Regions from separate parts of the Gossypium hirsutum genome. Here regions 2 and 3 are each linked to region 1. A link is a contact called in public Hi-C data. All regions are on one chromosome and are shown on one strand. The core of a region is the stretch at or near the end of the contact, and the rest is flanking DNA. Distances in the headings are between cores, read along the strand shown.

Region 1 (2,533 bases), core at 14-2,513:
GAGTAGAGTTGCATGCAATCCTAAAAATAGGACGACGTAAATCTATCGGATTAGAGTCAAATCTAATGGGGAAATCCATAGAACGAGTTAATGCAATAATAAGAGTTTTAATTAGAAAGAAATTTCAATTAATCATCTAGAGTCAGTTGCTTTTATTCTTGAAAGAGATATTAGCATAATTTAAGGTCAAGTTACTAAGTACATAAATTGCGTAATTTAGATTGATAATGACAAATGAAATCTAGGTGGATTCTTTCCTGAGTATTGTTTCGCTTCTTAATTGTTAATAATTTATTTTCCTGATTTGTTTTTTGTTGTGTTCGTTAGTTAATTAATTTAGTTAATTTTAGTTTTTAATCAATCACTCCAATTATTCGGTTAAGTAATAGAAAGACTGTAATTACTAGTAAAACGATATATTTACTCACCGTAGCTATACTATTAATTGATAGGTGCACTTACTTTACTCAAATTTTTAGTTGGTTTTGTGGACATCAGTTATTTTATATAAAATAATTAAAGTGCTTAATGTACATAAAATTTATTATTCTATGATATATGAATTAATAAAAATATTTTTTATTATTCATTATTATATTATATTGATAATTGAATAACTTTTTATTCTATTAAATTTATAAACTTAATACTTATATTCTAAAATATTTATTCTGAAACTCAAATATATTATATTAAGTCCAAACCTAACAATATACTCATTATTATCCAAATTTAAAATAGAGTAATTATAGCTCAAATCTCAAATTTAAAATAAAAAGAAATTAAACTTAATACCAAATACAATTTTTAAAAATTAAAGATAAATTCAAATTTTAATTTAATAAAAAATATTTTATTAAGATATTAATTTTTTAATAATATTCTAGATTTTGGAAGTTATTATTTTAATATACCAAATTAGATGATTTATTGATGCTAATTCCTTGATCCTAAATAATAATAATAGAAAAAAACTAAAATGCTTGACTCACAATTCACCTAGTCAACGGCAACGCGAAAATATACGGTGTCATTTACTCTAGCAAACTGCTTATTTGCGACTAGTCTATGGAGGAGGAGTTTCCACAAATGTTGTTTTCAGCTGTTCACAAGCTTAGCTGGTTTGCATTTTTAGGCCACCCATCCTTAGCTGGAATTGGCAGACTTCAAAATTGTAGCTTTTTACCACTTTCATTCTCAACTACCTTGAAGAATACAGTGGTATTCAATTTTCCCATTTATTCAGCTATATATAAGTTGTAGCCTTGTAGGCTTTTTCTACAAACAACACTAAAACCACAATGCTATTCTTAATTACTATCGTCTTCCTAATTCTTTCCATTTCACCTTCTATAACAAGTTCAGTTCCTTATATTCCTACTGACTACATACTTTTGAACTGTGGTGCTTCATCAAACACTACATCCTATGATGGCAGAAACTGGGTTGCCGATGATGACCACCTATATGCTAATACCTCTTCTTTTTCATCCACTGCATCCTATCAAGACCCCTCTGTCACTCAAGTTCCTTACGTGACAGCTCGTTTCTTTCGTGGTGAATTCACTTATAAATTCCCCGTTTCACCAGGCACTAAGTTCCTTCGTCTGTACTTTTATCCAAATCAATACCCTGGCCTTGATATTACCAGTTCCTTCTTTTCAGTTGCCGCTAATAATTACACTCTCTTGAGCAATTTCAGTGCCTATTTAGTTTCTGCCACTAGTCCTCCCCAAGCCTATATTGTCAAAGAATTTGTCATCACTGTTGGAAACAAGCAGATGATGGATGTCACCTTCGCCCCTTCACCGAATTCTTTCGCTTTTATCAGTGGGATTGAAGTCGTTTCCATGCCTGCAAATCTCTACACAGGCCAGACATATGGCTCTCTCCCCTTAATAGACACTAATTACTTTTTCGAGCTTGAAAACTCCACTGCTCTTGACACTGCTTATCGGCTTAATGTTGGTGGAAGAGATGTTTTAGATGTGCACGATTCAGGAATGTTCAGAACATGGAACCAAGATATTGACTATATCTTGGGAGCAGCATATGGAGTTACGTATTATGATCAGTCTGAGGCAACAATCAAATACACCGAGGCCACACCAGTGTATACGGCACCGGAAGCTGTGTACAAATCCTATCGTTCAATGGGGCCTAATCCATATATTAACTTCAATTACAATCTTACATGGCTTTTCACAGTTGATTCGGGGTTTTACTACCTCGTTAGGCTCCATTTTTGCGAAAAGTATCTACAGAAAGTGAATCAGCGTGTATTCGACATATTTATTAATAATCATACCGCTGAGAAAGCCATGGATGTGATTGCTGTGGGTGAAGGTAATGGTATTCCAATCTACAGAGATTATGTTGTGAGGGTGGCACAAAGTGAAAACGAACTATGGGTCGCACTACATCCAAATGCCGAATCTGAGCCAGAGTATAATGATGCCGTTTTGAATGGTTTAGAGATTTTCAAGTTGAACAACTCGGAAGGTAGCCTTGCCGCTCCGAACCCTCGACCAGA
Region 2 (2,533 bases), core at 24-2,523, 370 kb before region 1:
GGAATTCAGCAGTGCTTTTGAATATGTTGAATGTACCTCCAATATACCATTATACCTCTGCATTGGCAAGTTCTAAGCTGAGTGGGACATATGTACTTGGAGTTACTCTTCATATATCAACATTGCCATCCATTCCTTTATCTGTTGTTATTTTCTGGTGCTTTGTTCTGTCAAATGCCTTAATGCTTACCTTACTTTGTTGTAACAGATGGATAAAAATAGTTTTAAAAGTTCATCAAAAACCACAACCAACAAAGAAAATGGTAGAGTGGGTGAAATATTTCCTTCTACATCTCTTGAGCAGTATGCCAAACTAGGTAGAAAAGATGCTGGAAATCATGGTGATCCATATGACTCTGGGAATGATGACATTAATGACCACAGTGATGATGAAAATGATGGTCAAGAAGATGAAAATGAAGATAGAGAGGATGATGAAGATGACAAAGAAGAACCAAGTGCATAACTGCGAAGACTGAATAACTTATGCAGGATAAGGAATCTGTGCGTACCCCAGAATCTTTAATAGTTTTCGTCGACCTCTGCTCTAGACTGTTTTCCAGTTATAGTTTTGCGATGGTCGTATCTTTTAACCATTCTTTTTGGTCGTAAGCTTTGATGGAAACACATGCCCTTACCCTACAGCTTGTGGTAAAGATGTTCTGTTGGCTTAACAAGTTCTTACAATTGTCTTAAGATTTGTAAACCTCGTAGAATATAATTCATTATGATGATATTACCCGTTAAAACTTCTTAGCTGAAGATGATGCTTTTGTAATTCTTGTGGCATGGATCTACTTCTGCCCATTATCTTTTACCTTTTCTCTCTCTTTACAAGCAATGTTATTAAACTAAGCAACAATTGGTTCATACACCCCTCTAAAACACCATGTGAAATGCATCTCGTCATTTTTCTATCCTTCCATAAGTTATGGTAGCTTATTTTTTTATTGCTGAGGCATTGAAAGTGCTTCCAAGTATCCAGATCATTGCACCAACTGCAATTAAACGCCACTTTATTAAATCAAGCCATTAACAATAACAATGTTCACCACTTCGAGATTGTCAAAGACGAATAAAATTCCAAGTTGTCCCTATTGGAGGGGGAAAAAGTAGAATTTTGTAAGTCAAACATCTAGGGATGAGTTAAGGAAGTAAAACAACCTGAAAATCCAAGTGGCCAATCAAGTCAATACTCAATAGCTCTTGGGATATAATGAAAAACTTGATGGTTTGATAGCTCCTCGTACAAAGCTCAACCTCAACCAAGAAATGCAGAAACCAAGTGTGTCGAAATCTCGAAAATGGCTTCCTGCTGCCCTTCCTGTAATGCTATGTCTGTGTGTGCTTGGAAGCATCCTAATGGCTGCAATCTTAAGCTCCAACATCTTCTATTCCCAGCTACTCTTCAGATCCACCACTTCCGTGGCCAGTGTCTCCCGAGGCCAACTCATCTTGCCTCATTCACTTCTGAATCAAATCGCTGATTTACAAAGCCAAGTGGGAGTTCTGCTGGAGCAGTTACATGTTGCAAGTGCAGAATCCAAAGCACTAACAACGTTTGCGGATCAACTTCTACATATTGCCACATCTTTAGACAAGTTTGCAGAAGCCCTATCAGATTTCTACGACAGCAGTTCGTCCGGTACAAATGAAGTCAGCAGTGTAGACGAAGACTTCAGCGACCCTGATGAAAGTGAAATCAACCAAGGATCAGATACTCATAGTTTTAACTCAGGTGAGCTTCATAACTTCACCGCTTTGAAACCAAATAGACTGATTGGGAAGAAAAACTTCCTTGGGGTGGAAGCTATTAGCCCAACTGTAGGACTCCTTTGTGCCAACATGGCCTCAAATGTAAATCGCTTTATGGGTTATAAGATCTATAGGATGTGCCCTGATGACTGGGACATCGCTCAGAAGCTTATGATCAGTGGCTGCGATCCATTACCAAGAAGACGATGCTTCTCGAAAACACCTCCACGTTACAGTAAACCACTTCCAATAAACTCGTCCCTTTGGTCTCAACCGGCTGACACCAACATTATGTGGAGTCACTACAAGTGCAAAGATTACTCCTGTCTTGTGTCTAATGGAACAATAGGCAAAAGAGGCTTCTTCAAATGTTCAAACTGCTTTGATCTTTCGAAAAGAGGATGGGAAATCCCAACCAACGAATCAACTTCAGCTGAATTCACCATAGATGAAGTTCTTAGATTGAAGCCAGGAGAGATCAGAATTGGACTTGATTTTAGCCCCACAACCGGCACATTTGCTGCACTAATGAAGGAAAGAAATGTAACGATTGCATCAGCTACCCTAAACTTAGGGGCTCCTTTTAATGAGGTGATTGCACTTAGAGGCCTCTTACCTCTTTACCTATCAATTGGCTCAAGACTGCCTTTCTTTGATAACACACTCGATATTGTACATTCTACCCTATTTTTAGATGGGTGGATGGGAATAGATCTTCTTCAGTTTGTACTTCATGATTGGGATCGTGTTCTTCGACCCAAAGGACTTCTTTGGGTGG
Region 3 (2,533 bases), core at 14-2,513, 310 kb before region 1:
TAACTTTAGATCGAGTGTCAATATATGTTAGGCAAGCAATTTAGACTTAATTTGTCTATGAATAGGAAGGATCGGGCTGAATCGATTAAATTGATAAACAAACAACTTAAAGTGATTTAGAAGTATGAAATCAAATTTCAAAAAATTAAAAGGAATTTGTTGTGATTTAAACTTTTTTGTCAAGACCTGAAAAATATATGTTTTTAAAAAGAGATTGAGTTAGTCTTTTGCATATATGAGTATGTCTGGACAAAATTTTAAACCCATATTTCGGGCTAAGTCAGACTTAGGCAAACATAAAATATATTAATATCATAGTTAAGTCTTGTCCGAATTTAACCTGATCTGGCCTATGAACACCTCTTTGTATGACTTACTTTAAATATTATTATCAATATTTCTATGATTGGTTTATTTTAATTATTGGAAGCTATTAAAATTTTACCTTAACTAAAATTTTGTGTATCAAGGTAGAAAAACTGGGTTAAAATTTTAGAAACTAAAAAAGATGTACTACACACTAATTTGTTTCGATGAAAATTATTCGTTATTTCCATAAATTAATATATTTTATCATAATTAAAAATTTATTGACTTCAACCTATTAAATGAAAATATTTTCCTTAAATTATTCCTTTAAATTCAAACAATTTTTAGTTTAATTATTAAAATTTAATTTGGGGCATATCATAATTTTTTTAATATGTTTGTTTTTAAAAAATCATATAATTATACAATAATATAATTGATACAAGGGCAGATAGTGCAGTTTTTAAACTTCATATGCAGGGTTAAAGGGTTTATAAGTGTCTTATAAAGAGTGTATTATAATATTAAAAACAATAAATATTTTTAAAAAGGAGACATAAGATAAAATTTTAAGACTACTTGCGAAATTAACAAAAAATTATATTATCAGCATACCAAATACTAACCATTGATACTATATATATATGAAACATGGCTTAACAATAATATAATTACCTTAAACCGATTCTTGCAAAAATATAATTACCCATAAACCTCTTGATTTTTAAAAATAAAAAGAATACGTGTTTAAGTATGCTCAAATTCACATATTCCTAATTGTTGCACTAACAACGATGGAAATGACTTGAAACTTATTTGAGTTTTTTTTTTTTAGTTTGAAGAATTAAAATGTTAATAAGATTCATAATCTTTTTCTTACTTGTGTAGTTTAACCATAAACCAAAAACACATGAATTTTGTTGGTGAAGATTAAGAAGGCCCATTAAAATAAAACCTTTGATGGACAGATTGAAGGCCTCTAAAGAAGATTGATCCTTCATACATGATTTCGGTCCATTGGGCTGTATTCCCTTCCAACTTTTATTCTTTTATATCCCTTTTACAAAGATAAAGTATTAATTGTTGTGTGGATTGAGTTTTAAGATCAGTTTAGTATTGTTTTTCAGAAATACTTTTAGAATAAAAAATATTTTTGAGATAAAATTATTGTTAAATAAGATACTTTTGAACTTTTCAAAAGTGTTTCTTGGACAAAAAAAAGAAAATTTGCAAAAGCACTTTTTTAACCAAAAACAGAAGTAGAAAAATTTAGTTTTTGCTCAAAAGTGCTTTTTGGTCCAAAAGTGCTTATGAGAAATAATGTTAAATTGGCCCTTAATTCAATTGGTATGTGCATTGTTGCCAGTATAGGAGGACATAAGTTTGAGTACGCTAAAGCCAAAGGCGAAGCCAAAAATTTCTTTTAGGAGGGAATTAAATTGTAATTTTTACGATAGTAAAAATATAATTTTTAAAGGATTAAATCAAAATTTTATCATTTTTAAGGGAGGCTAAAGTGTAATGTTACCTTTACCAATTTAAAATTTTAAAAATTTTAAGGGGTCAAAATGGAAAAAAATTCTATTTTAGCCGCCCCTAGATTCGCCTTTGGCTAAAGCGCATTATCCTCCTATTTATGGGTTGGGAGGGACTATGGATAGTTTTAGACATTGTATAAAGAACATATACGATTAGAATCTATAATAAAATTGTTAAAAGAAAAAAAACCAAATCCTTTAATTATCAAAATAATTACCAAGGGCTCAAAATCCTTAACCAAAAAAGGTGTTATAGGTGAAGTGGTAGTATCATACCTATTGATTTTTTATACGCTATAATATGAGATTGAATCTAATTATATGCAATTATGCATGCCCACAATATAACTATATTCAGATTCTTGGCTTTTTTATTCGTTTTGATAAATCCAGAAGAAAATGAACTATTTCATTCGTCCCCATCCAAAAAGTTATATCAATATTCCTTTTCTTTTTTCTTTAATTATCCCTACTTAGGTTTAGCACTTTAGTGCATCCATAATTATAATTCATTACCATTAAAATGGTACCAAAACACACATGGGGTTAACCAGCTCCCATGTGCAATAACACACACAAAAAGACAATCAAAATTTTTATAATTAAAAAGACAAAGTAATTAGTAGCAAATATTAAGGTGATGATATGTCTTTTCATGATTCATAATTAGCTGAATATATTTGAAA

What was found. A called contact is a pair of places that touch in the nucleus more often than the background predicts.
Region 2: a contact with region 1 is called in a Hi-C map of leaf, with 2.0 times the contacts expected there. The contact joins the promoter of LOC107951887 here to the promoter of LOC107910245 in region 1. A contact is called at or near these places in 2 of 34 Hi-C or Micro-C datasets (anther and leaf).
Region 3: a contact with region 1 is called in a Hi-C map of leaf, with 4 times the contacts expected there. The contact joins the enhancer-like site here to the promoter of LOC107910245 in region 1. A contact is called at or near these places in 8 of 34 Hi-C or Micro-C datasets (anther, leaf and petal).

Annotation. Positions count from the first base shown.
Region 1 is chrA07:83,020,425-83,022,957 of Gossypium_hirsutum_v2.1, reverse strand. It overlaps LOC107910245 (receptor-like protein kinase FERONIA), which reads left to right and starts at 1,263. Exons shown (of 1, transcript XM_016838069.2): 1 at 1,263-2,533. The coding sequence starts at 1,302.
Region 2 is chrA07:83,391,642-83,394,174 of Gossypium_hirsutum_v2.1, reverse strand. It overlaps LOC107951887 (probable methyltransferase At1g29790), which reads left to right and starts at 1,273. Exons shown (of 1, transcript XM_016887057.2): 1 at 1,273-2,533. The coding sequence starts at 1,273. It overlaps LOC107951888, which reads left to right. Exons shown (of 7, transcript XM_016887058.2): 7 at 209-870. The coding sequence ends at 466.
Region 3 is chrA07:83,330,086-83,332,618 of Gossypium_hirsutum_v2.1, reverse strand. No RefSeq gene overlaps it. Among protein-coding and RNA genes, the nearest start is that of LOC107951886, 11 kb to the left of the region's middle. Within about 2 kb of position 1,263, at least 1 of the 9 cell types and tissues checked has an H3K27ac peak or open chromatin away from gene starts, as enhancers often do. A contact at or near this core is called in leaf, where this site is marked.